Regions from separate parts of the Pan troglodytes genome. Here region 2 is linked to region 1. The links are chromatin contacts, called in public Hi-C maps. All regions are on one chromosome and are shown on one strand. Each heading gives the region's core, a stretch centred on a gene start, on an enhancer-like site or on the middle of the called end of the contact. The rest is flanking DNA. Distances are from core to core; before and after follow the strand shown.

Region 1 (5,611 bases), core at 1,382-3,881:
TCAGGATTCCCAGCACACGGTTTAAGTCCATACTGGGCTCACAGCTGACCTGGGACCAGCCGACATAGTGAATGAGTGGGTGGTTACTATGCTGCAGCATCAGTTACACTAAGAGATTAGGTGGAGCTGATTCACTGCTGCAGATCTGCACGACTTTTCAAGTGGAGGAAAATCTGTGGGCCCTGGTCTCTGCCACTCACATAACCATCCTCATGGGTAGCATGAGTCATACATGCAGGATCTTTCAGGTAGACAAAGTTGTTGTGCTGTGAGTAAACCCAGTATGAGCTTTCGTGTTGTCGAAAGCAGGTTTTAACCACAACTACGGCGTCTCCGTGTATGAAGGTTTAACTGCTGTACTACAAAACGACCCTGCCTTTCCACATTCACCTTTGGCTACAGGTGGTTAATAACACACACAGAAAAAAGAAGTTTCTGAAATGTTCCTCACACCAACAGTGATTCCTTCTTTTTCAAACTATCATGCTCTTGAGTACAGCCAAAGCACCTTTAGACAGTTGCGTCTAATCCCCTTATCTTTTTAAAATTATTATTATTATTTTGAGACGGAGTCACGCTCTGTCACCAGGCTGGAGTGCAGTGGCATGATCTTGGCTCACTGCAACCTCTGCCTCCTGGGTTCAAGCGATTCTCCTGCCTCAGCCTCCCAAGTAGCTGGGACTACAGGCGGGTGCCACCACACCCAGCTAAATTTTGTATTTTTAGTAGAGACGGGGTTTCACCATGTTGGCCAGGATGGTCTCAATCTCTTGACCTCGTGATCTGCCTGCCTCGGCCTCCCAAAGTGCTGGGATTACAGGTGTGAACCACCGCGCCCAACCCCCACTCCCTTATCTTATATGCAAGAAAACTGAAGTCCAGAGGAGAAATGACTTGCCCCAAACCACTTAGCTAGTGACAGAGTTAGAATTAGCACTAGATCCCTCATTCCTAAGCCAGCAGGCTTTTCATTGCACCAGGAAGATAAAATAAAACTGTAAATAGCATATACTCTGTTAACTAAGCCTCTAATTATACTGCCTCCAAAGAAAATAACATTTCAAATGTCTGGGTCTTTCCACTTGAGCTTTGGCAATTTCACTGATCACTTCTCATACTGGAATCTCTTTTAAGATGTTTAGGAGTAATTATATTGGGATATATGCTATTTTTACTCTTGTACACTGCTTTCTTTGTTCAGGAGGAAATTAGAATTCTGGAAAGATACTTGATTTTGTTTAATTATTAAAGGAACAAGCTTCTACTTCAAGTAGTTGCAAATATGAATGTATCAGTCTGTGTGTCAAGAAAGGATATATGGAACAATACAGGAATGATAATACTCTATTGTCACATCCAATTAAGGGCCACCTAGGTCTACAAGTAAAGAGGAACATCAAAGCTATGAGTGAAAATGGAAAAGTCACATCGTTATCTGAATAATTTTGAAAACGTCTGGATTTGGTGCCTTATGAATCATCTGAAATGTAACAAGGCATAAAGTGCTTTGCAACCCTGTTGCCTTCATTATTGTAATTTGTGCATATGTAGGTTTATTTGAACTTTTTCGAGTTTTCATCCAGCTGAAAAAGGATGTAGGAAGAATGAGTCCAGTCAAGGTCATACTTACAAGGTGAAACTGACACCTCCTGGGGATGCAGGCTAACAGAAACATGAGCCCATTACTCACCCCAAATCTCCCATCCATACCTTTTTCTGCTAATGAATATTCTTACCTGAACCATCATTACTTCCATTGTCCTCTGCTTTGGATACCTTGCAGACCAGGTTCCTGTCTCTCATTTTTATCCACGAAGAGATTTTCATGAATAGAACTTTTCCTATAATTTAGCAATAATGTCCTTGAAAACCCCACAACTATTTACATAATAGAAGTTATTGTTTGAAGTGCAAAGCAGGTCAGAATTTGGTTTCTAGAGATTAATCACTGCAGTCTAGTTTATATTATCATAATAATTTCATTTATTTTGGTACAATTTGCTTTCAGAATCAACCTCGGCTTCTGCGCACAAGTGACAAATCCATTTGTTTGTGGTATAATGGATAACGTGATTAATGACCTTGCAACAGGATTTCTTAAAAACATAGAGAGGAAAAGAAATAAAGATTTCCATTTATAAATGTGCAGTAAACCAGCTCAGTCTGTAGCTGTGCACCAAAATCCCTCTGAACTTGTTTTAAGCCACAGATTTGGAGAGATTCTGAAACAAATTTGCTCCTGACTTTTGGGGGTTTCTGCTCATATCTGCTGTCTCCAAGAAGCTGAGGGCAGTGGCCTCACTTTGAGGAAGTGGTGACACTGCGGGCCCTCCTGGTTACAAGGACGGGGCACTGTTGGACCACGTGGCTCCATCACGATGACTCCAGTTAGATGTCACCCCGCCCCCCGAGCTCAGGTCTTGCTGAATAAGGTCACCGCCCAGGGGGCAGTCGATGAACACGCGCGCGAGGGCTCTGCGAGTGGCCTCGTGACTTTGTCCCTAACTCCGGGTGTCCCCTCCTTCCCATCAGCGTCCGGCGCCTGGTCCTGGTCCCGGTCCCCGAGGCCCCCGGGATTCTTCCCGAGCGTTTTCCGAGTTGGCGCGGGGGGTGGAGGCGGGGCCATGGAGCGCGTCCCGGGGACCGTTGCATCCGGAGGCGGCCGTCGTGCGGCTCCTTCCCGCCTCGAGAGTGAGGTGGCCGGGCCTTGACGAGAAGGCCCACGCCTGCCGCGGGGGTGGCTCGCGATGGCAGTCGGGGTTCGAGTCCTGCCTGGGGGGCTGCTCCTGCTGGAGAAAACGCCTCCCTGAGGGCGGCGGCAAACGCGCAGCGAGGCCCCGTGCCGCGCCAGAAGCCACCCTAAGAAAGGGGCACCGGGACACCGAGGGGTTCCCACTTTCTCCTCAGCCTGTGACGCCCGCGTCCTCGGGTGGGTTCGAGGGGCGCCTGGGCACGGCCAGCCGAGGCTCTCGAGAGCCCCAATGTCGTTTTCCACCTCAGGCCTCCTTTCTTGAGGCAGAGCCCAGGACCTCGCGCTCTCGCCTCAGGCTCCGGCCCACGCTCCCGCCCGACCGCCAGGCGCGCAACGGAAAGCGCCCCCGCCCCGCCCCGCTCCGCCCACTGCGTGACGCGCACCCGGCCGAGCCAATCAGAGCTCGTGGCGCGCGCCCCACACGCCGGCCCCCTCCGCCCCTCAGCTTAAGAAAGGGCGCGCGGACCGGACAGGCCAGACTGCCGAGCAGCGCGGTGGGTGCGGCTGTGAGACGGCAGGAGACTTCTGCCCCGCGGTGCACGCGACCCTCGAGACGACAGCGCGGCTACTGCCAGCAGCGAAGGCGCCTCCCGCGGAGCGCCCCGACGGCGCCCGCTCGCCCATGCCGAGCTGAGCGCGGCAGCGGCGGCGGGATGCTGGCGCTGCTGGCCGCCAGCGTGGCGCTCGCCGTGGCCGCCGGGGCCCAGGACAGCCCGGCGCCCGGTAGCCGCTTCGTGTGCACGGCACTGCCCCCAGAGGCGGTGCACGCCGGCTGCCCGCTGCCCGCGATGCCCATGCAGGGCGGCGCGCAGAGTCCCGAGGAGGAGCTGAGGGCCGCGGTGCTGCAGCTGCGCGAGACCGTCGTGCAGCAGAAGGAGACGCTGGGCGCGCAGCGCGAGGCCATCCGCGAGCTCACGGGCAAGCTAGCGCGCTGCGAGGGGCTGGCGGGCGGCAAGGCGCGCGGCGCGGGGGCCACGGGCAAGGACACTATGGGCGACCTGCCGCGGGACCCCGGCCACGTCGTGGAGCAGCTCAGCCGCTCGCTGCAGACCCTCAAGGACCGCCTGGAGAGCCTCGAGGTAGCGGCCCGCGGGGAGCGCGGGGGACCTAGAATGGGGACGCTCCCGAGTCGGGGGCGGAAGACTCGGGAGGATGGGGAAAGGGGGCCTGGCCCTGGGGAGGGTGTGATCGTCCGTGGGGATGAGCTGGACTTGAGGGTGAAAGGCGGGGATCTAGATCCTGCTCGGGAACTCCCCTGCGTGGTATCCCTTCCCACACCGCTGCTCTTGCTGGAAGGAAACGTTTAAATTCCACCCCCGCGCGTCGGGACTGCCAGCGGGATCCGCCGAGCACTTCCCGAGGTCCGGGCTAGCGAACCCAGACGGCCAAGCCGCGGGCGCCAAATACCCGGGGACGCGGTAGCCTCTATCCTCTTGCAAATCTCCAAATCTCCGCGAGCCGGGATGCGCTCCCGCAGGCCGTGCGGGTTGCTGCGAGGCTGCCGCGGGAGGTCAGCTGCCCCGGGCATCTGGTGTTTCTTTCTTTAAATCAGGTCAGGCTGAGCTGGAGGGGGCGGAAGTCTGGGGGCGGAGGTCGCAGGGAGGCGAGCGCAGGGGGTTACCGGCGACCCCAGAGCGCGCATTAGAGGGGCAACCTCTGGTTAACTTCAAAGACTCCCGTGTCTGCAAGTTGGACCATTTTAAGGTGCTCTTCCGGATTGCTTCAGGGGAAGGGACCTCATTCCCTTCTCTCTCTCCCCCCCTCCCCCCTCCCCTTCCTCCCCCCCCCCCCCCCGCTCCCGCCTTCGTCTCATCTCTATCTCTGAAGATGCGTGCAGTTTGGAACTTTGAGAGAAAAATCTTCAATTATTTTTCATCTTTAGGCTCCACCCTTTTTAAGAAGTGTGGACACTGCTGTTAATAGCCTTTGTGAAAATACTTCTCAGCAAAACTAGGTTTAAATTACAGGTGCTAATTATTGCAAAAATGACTCTAGGGTTTCTTTTGGCGTGAGGGCTGAATACAGTATTTCCAGCATCTGTATATCCCCTGATTCATTGTGATTGCTAACAGCTAACATTTCTGGAGCACTAAATATGAGTCAGGCACATCATTTAATTTTTTAATCCTTGGAACAATGAATGGCATGAGGCAGGTCCCATTATGTGCATTTCACAATTTGGAACACTTTGTGGAGAAAGGTAAATAGCTTGCCATGAACTCATGGGTAGGCAGCCTGCCACAGCCTCCAGAACCACATGATGGTAGGGGAGAAAGAGAAATAGGAAGTGAGGATTTAGAAACAGCATTAAAAACAAAGATTGCTGGAGTTCAGAATAGCAACGTTTTAGATCTGTCATTTTCCAGAAACATCTCTGCATGCATAGTTATTTACCTTGGTGCCAGACCGGAACTTGGGGGCTGTTTTCATTTCTAGGTGAAAGCTCCTTGGCTTTGTGTAACCATCGATTTACTCTTAAAAAAGAAAAAAATCCTAGAGCTGAGTTTTGGTCTCTACCCAACATAGAATTCTAGGTGTTGGTTAGAATGTTGACTTTTTAGTAAGAGGAGAAAAACGGCTTTTTGAGAAGGGAAAATGAGATTCACAACTTTCAAATATTGCAGCAAAGTAATTCTTATCTGACTTTGAAATCTTTTCCATACCAAAAAAGCATCAGTGAGATGCTCCCCTGCCTGCCAGTGGCAAGATTCAGGGCTTGCGTTTTGGAAGCTTCTCCCTGTGTGGTCGGGCCATCACAGCCACATTTCACAATTTCTTTTTAACTCTTTCTGTGCCCCTCCCTCCTCCCCGGTGGCTGAAAGCACCAGCTCAGAGCAAACGTGTCCAATGCTGGGCTGC
Region 2 (5,530 bases), core at 864-3,363, 220 kb after region 1:
AGTAGCTGGCACTACAGGTGTGTGTCACCACGCCTGGCTAATTTTTCTTTAAATTTTTTGTAGAGACGAGGGTCTCGCTATGTCGCCCAGGCTGGTCTTGACCTCCTGGGCTCAAGCGATCCTCCTGCCTCAGCTTCCCAAAGTGCTGGGATAACAGCCACCATGCACCTGGCCCCTATCATCATCATCATCATTATTATTATTATCCCCAACATACAGATGAGAAAACTGAGGCCCAAAGAGGTAGAATGATTGTCCCAGATTTGCAGAAGGGACTGGAAGTTTGCGTCTGAGCCTGGCCCTCCAGCCACGGCCCAGCCCAGCCCAGCTCTGCTCCAACGCCGTCCCCACCCCTACCCCCTCTTCCTCCTTCCCATCATCCTATTTTCTTTAATGAGCCAGCTCTTTGATAACTGCAGTGTGTTTTTTAGGAACTAAACAAACTGAAGCTGCAGGGTATTCTTTTTTTTTAACAAAAGAGCTCATTGAATAAGCAATGGGTTTTTCTGCAACTATTTTTAAAGATGGAGCTGCAGGCTAGGCTGTGAGGAAAATCACAGAGAGTGCTCTCCTCAAGGTCAGGGCATTGAGGGAAAAATCCATTGTTGGTGAGGTGCCCCGTGGACAAATATTCCGCAGTCAGAAGACCCAGGCAGTGGACAAGGCTCCTGGGACAAGCTCTCCTTCCCTGGCTACCCCAGGACACTCAGGACAATGGTGTCCCTCCATCCTCTGCAGTGGCCCTAGCCCGGTCCCTTAGGCGGAGAGATTTTGTGATCCTTTAGCCTTGGTCCCCTCGTCCCTGGTATCCTCACCGGGACACGGTTGGCCACCGACCCTGCCCTCAAGGGGTTCCAAACTGGGGCCAATTTTCCTGGAAACAAAGCATTTCCACAACATCCCCACACCTAATTTCCAACCACTTCCAAGCATTATCTCCGGGGGAAACTGAGGCTCAAAGAGGTCAGTGTGGCTGCCTGTGGCCAAGCTGGGGCTCAGACCTGGGGCTCTCTCTGTCCCCATGGTGGTCCCAGCATTATCCACTGCAGGGAGCTACCTATTCCAATACAAATCTATGTTACAGCCGGGCGCAGTGGCTCACACCTGTAATCCCAGCACTTTGGCAGACAGAGACGGGCGGATCACTTGAGGCCAGGAGGCTGAGACCAGCCTGGCCAACATGATGAAACTCCGTCTCTACTAGAAACACAAAAATTAGCCAGGTGTGGTGGCGCATGCCTGTAATCCCAGCTACACAGGAGGCTGAGGCACGGGAATCACTTGAACCCAGGAGGTGGAGGTTGCAATGAGCCGAGATCATGCCACTGCTCTCCAGCCTGGATAACAGAACAGTCTCTGTCTCAAAAAACAAAAACAACAACAAAAATAAAGATCTCTGTTCCAGGGGCACTAGAAGATTCTGGAACCTGGTGTGAAGGCATGCCTGAGCCATGCTGCCAACTTCATTTTTTTTTTGAGACGGAGTCTTGCTCTGTCTCCCAGGCTGAAGTGCAGTGGCATGCTCTCGGCTCACTGCAGCCTCCACCTCCCAGGTTCAAGCGATTCTCCTGCCTCAGCCTCCCGAGTAGCTGGGATTACAGGTGCACTTCACCATGTGCGGCTAATTTTTCTATTTTTAGTAGAGACAGAGTTTCACCATGTTGGCCAGGCTGGTCTCGAACTCCTGGCCTCAAGTGATCTGCCCGCCTCTGCCTCCCAAAGTGCTGGGATTACAGGCGTGAGCCACCGCGCCCGGCCTCAACTGGATTTTTATTAAGAACTGGGTGGGGACATTTCTCTAGTTTTTATGTGCAAGTAGCCCCAGCTCTCTGGGCTCCGATTTCCCAACTGTAGATTGGGGTTGACAGTGGTCGTGTAGTTAATATTTTCTAAGTCCTCCCTATGCAGCACATGGCACAGGGTTCCCTAGGTGGGTGCTATTATTTCCCTCAATTGAGACAAGGAAAATGAGACTCAGAAAAGCCAGCTTATTTCTGCTTATTTCTATCATGCAGCTTGCAAGGATTTGAGCCAGACAGGGTCTTGAACCCTCTGAGTTGGGCCCTAAACTCCTCCTGTTCCTCTGGAGTCTGGGCGCCCCCTGATGGTCACAGCAACTCCTGCGGCTCAGCTCCCATCTTCCTGGTCCAACCTCCACCTGGTCACTCTGGGATAGGTGGGCCTTGGGCAGGTCAGCTGTCAGAAAGTCTAAGAAGCACCTGCTGAGATGCCCAGGAGGGTGGTGATCCATCCAGCAGCCCAGGACTTCAAATCCCAGCTCTGCGGCCCCCAGCTCTGTGACCTCGGTGAGGTGCTCAGGTAGGAGGAATCACTGAGAGATTAATTTCTGTTTTGTTCTTGGTGCATTTTCCCCTTCCTGGTTCCAAGAAGAGATCAGGTCTCCAGGTCTTTGCATGAGACCGTCTTTTGTTTCCTGGCTTTTATTGTGAATGCTGAACTAGTGGGGGATGACGCTGGGCTGTGTGGGGAGAGGGTGGCTGGGGGAGTCTAACCCTGTCTGTGTGTTGTAATAGACTTGGGGCTAAAATCGTGTGGTTTTGCTCCTTTGCACATGAAAGCATTTTCCCCACCAATTGTGGGGCCCTGTTGAGAGCCTCCGGTAGGGCCCACACATCCCAGGGAACAGGAGGGAAGGCTTCCTGCTGAGTCTCCTGAAATTTGAGCCCAGTCACTAACAACCATCTCTCAAGAGTGTCAAATAAAAATAAATCCAGGCTTAGTAAGGAGAGACTTTCTTCAAAAGGGCTATTGCAAAGGAGGAAAAGGTGCCGCGTGTGTGGGGGCTCATGCCTGTAATCCCAGTAATTTGGGAGGCCAAAACAGGAGGACCCCTTGAGCCCAAGAGTTCAAGACCAGCCTGGGCAACATAGGGCGACCCCCATCTCTACAAAAAAAAAAAGTTTAATTAGCCAGGTGCGATGGCACACACCTGTAGTCCTAGCTACTTGGAAGGCTGAAGCAGGCGGATCCCTTGAGCCTAAGAAGTTGAGGCTATAGTGGGCTATGATTGTGCCACTGTACTCCAGCCTGGTGACAGAGCAAGACCCCATCTCAAAAAAAAAAAAAAAAAAAAGGAGGAAAGCATTTATTGCAAGAGAGATAACACTCTGATCTTAAAGTCTGCAAGCTGCTCAATAGTAAATTTTTTTTTTTTTTTTTGATACGGAGTCTCGCTCTGTCGCCCAGGCTGGAGTGCAGTGGTGCAATCTCGGCTCACTGCAAGCTCCACCTCCCGGGTTCACACCATTCTCCTGCCTCAGCCTCCCTAGTAGCTGGGACTACAGGCACCCACCACCATGCCCGGCTAATTTTTTGTATTTTTAGTAGAGACGGGGTTTCACCGTGTTAGCCAGGATGGTCTCGATCTCCTGACCTTGTGATCCACACACCTCGGCCTCCCAGAGTGCTGGGATTACAGGCGTGAGCCACCGCGCCCAGCAAAAAAAATTGTTTTAATAGAAAGGAATAAACAAAGGCAGAATCGGGGGACCAGATGCCACTGTCGTTCATGCCTGTGAGCCCAGCATTTTGGGAGGCCAAGGGGGGAGGATGACTTGAGGCCAGGAGTTTGAGACCAGCCTGGGCAACATAGTGAGACCCCATCTCGACAGAAAATTTTAAAACTAGCTGGGCGTGGTGGTGCACGCCTGTGGTCCCAGCTACTTGGGAGGCTGAGGTGGGAGGATCACCAGAGCCCAGAAGTTGGGGGCTGCAGTGAGCTATGATCATGCCACTGCACTCCAGCCTGGGCAACAAAGCTAGATCTTGTCTCAAAAACAAAAACAAAACAAACAAACAAGCAAAGTGTGAAAGATGTAGCAAATGAGCTGGAGGGCAGCAGCTGGGATGATAATCCTTAAGTGTTTGGACCTGGGGCTCAATGTTATGGGGAATCCCTGAGGGTTTGGAGTGGGAGAGTGAGCTGACCCAGCGGCAGTTTGGAAAATAATGCTCCAGTGTGTGGCCCAGAGACACAAGCTGTGGTCTCTGCTTGAGAGAAGCACTTCCTGCTACACACCCCCAGTCTCCCCCAGGACCAAGCCTGCAGCAGCCCAGTGCCGGGTCAAATGCCCTTTGGGGACCTAGGAGTTGAGGACCTGGTTTCAGCAGGACAACCTTGTCTTAAAGGGAAGCCTGGCCATTGGGACCTTGCTCCCTGAGGCTTCCTCTCAGAAGAGCTTATAGCAACCCCGCCCCCCCACCCCGCCCCCAACACCCAGTGCTTGTTCCTAGGAGCACAAAGGGGCTTTGGAGGCAGCTGGAAGAAAATTAAAAGGCAGCAAAACCCAAACCCCACCAGAGAGGGTGTCTGCGCTGGGGACTGTTTGCTGATCACAGTCTCCAAAATGTTAACTCAACACACACTCTCTCGTGACTTTAAAATGCACCCAGCATTGAGCCAGGCACGGTGGCTCACACCTGTGATCCCAGCACTTTGGGAGGCTGTGGTTGAGGGTATCGTTTGGTTTCAGGAGTTTGAGGCCAGCCTGGACAGCGCAGTGAGACTCTGTCTCTCCAAAAAAATACATAAATGGGCCAGGTGCGGTGGCTCACACCTGTAATCCCAGCACTTTGGGAGGCCAAGGCAGATGGATTACGAGGTCAGGAGATCGAGACCATCCTGGCTAACACGGTGAAACCCCATCTCTACTAAAAATATAAAAAATTAGCCAGGCGTGGTGGTGGGCACCTGTAGTCCCAGCTACTCGGGAGGCTGAGGCTGGAGAATGGCGTGAACCCGGGGGGCGGAGCTTGCAGTGAGCCGAGATCGCGCCACTGGACTCCAGCCTGGGCAACAGAGCGAGACTCCGTCTCAAAAAAAAAAAAACAGAAATACAAAAACGAGCCTGGTGTGGTGGCTCACGCCTGTAATCCCAGCATTTGGGGAGGCTGCGGTGGGGAGATTGCTTGGTTTCAGGAGTTTGAGACCAGCCTGGGCAACACAGAGAGACCCCATCTCTATGAAAATACAAAAATTAGCCGGCATGGTCATGCATGCCTATAGTCCCAGCTACTGAGGAGGCTGAGGCGGGAGAATCCCTTGAGCCCATGGGGTTGAGGCTGCAGTGAGCCATGTTGGTGCTACTGCACTCCAGTCTGGTCAACAGAGTGAGACTCTGTCTCAGGAAAAGGAAGAAAGGAAGGAAAGTACCTATCATTTAGATGCCCCCACACACGTACACACACTCATGCACACACACATGATGCATACATGTACAGTGTGCAGTTTACAGAGAAGAGCAGACACAGGGGGATAGTAGAAGCGGGAGAAACAGGTGGACTGATCACGCTGTCCACAGTGGTGGCAGCCCCGGAATGAGCAGCTGTCCAGAGCCGAGCTGGCGACAGTGGCACCAAGTGGTTAATGCACCCTGGATCCCTGAAGGCCTCCCTGCTCTCCCCAGGGTCTCATGCAGGGGTCCAGCTGGTGGCCTCTGCTCCCTCCCTCCTTCATCTCCCCACCACAACCCTGCTCCGGGGCCCTGAAGCAGCTGATCCCCATCATCTG

The links. Hi-C and Micro-C count contacts between places; a contact is called where the count stands out from the background.
Region 2: a contact with region 1 is called in a Hi-C map of induced pluripotent stem cells, with 2.4 times the contacts expected there. The contact joins the enhancer-like site here to the promoter of NPTX2 in region 1. A contact is called at or near these places in 2 of 7 Hi-C or Micro-C datasets (induced pluripotent stem cells and stem cell-derived neural progenitor cells) and 1 of 1 datasets of contacts at active chromatin or transcription factors (stem cell-derived excitatory neurons).

Annotation. Positions count from the first base shown.
Region 1 is chr6:108,005,826-108,011,436 of NHGRI_mPanTro3-v2.0_pri, forward strand. It overlaps NPTX2 (neuronal pentraxin 2), which reads left to right and starts at 2,632. Exons shown (of 5, transcript XM_001136152.7): 1 at 2,632-3,831; 2 at 5,575-5,611. The coding sequence starts at 3,406.
Region 2 is chr6:108,228,903-108,234,432 of NHGRI_mPanTro3-v2.0_pri, forward strand. No RefSeq gene overlaps it. Among named protein-coding and RNA genes, the nearest start is that of TMEM130, 33 kb to the right of the region's middle. Within about 2 kb of position 2,114, at least 2 of the 24 cell types and tissues checked have an H3K27ac peak or open chromatin away from gene starts, as enhancers often do. A contact at or near this core is called in induced pluripotent stem cells, where this site is marked.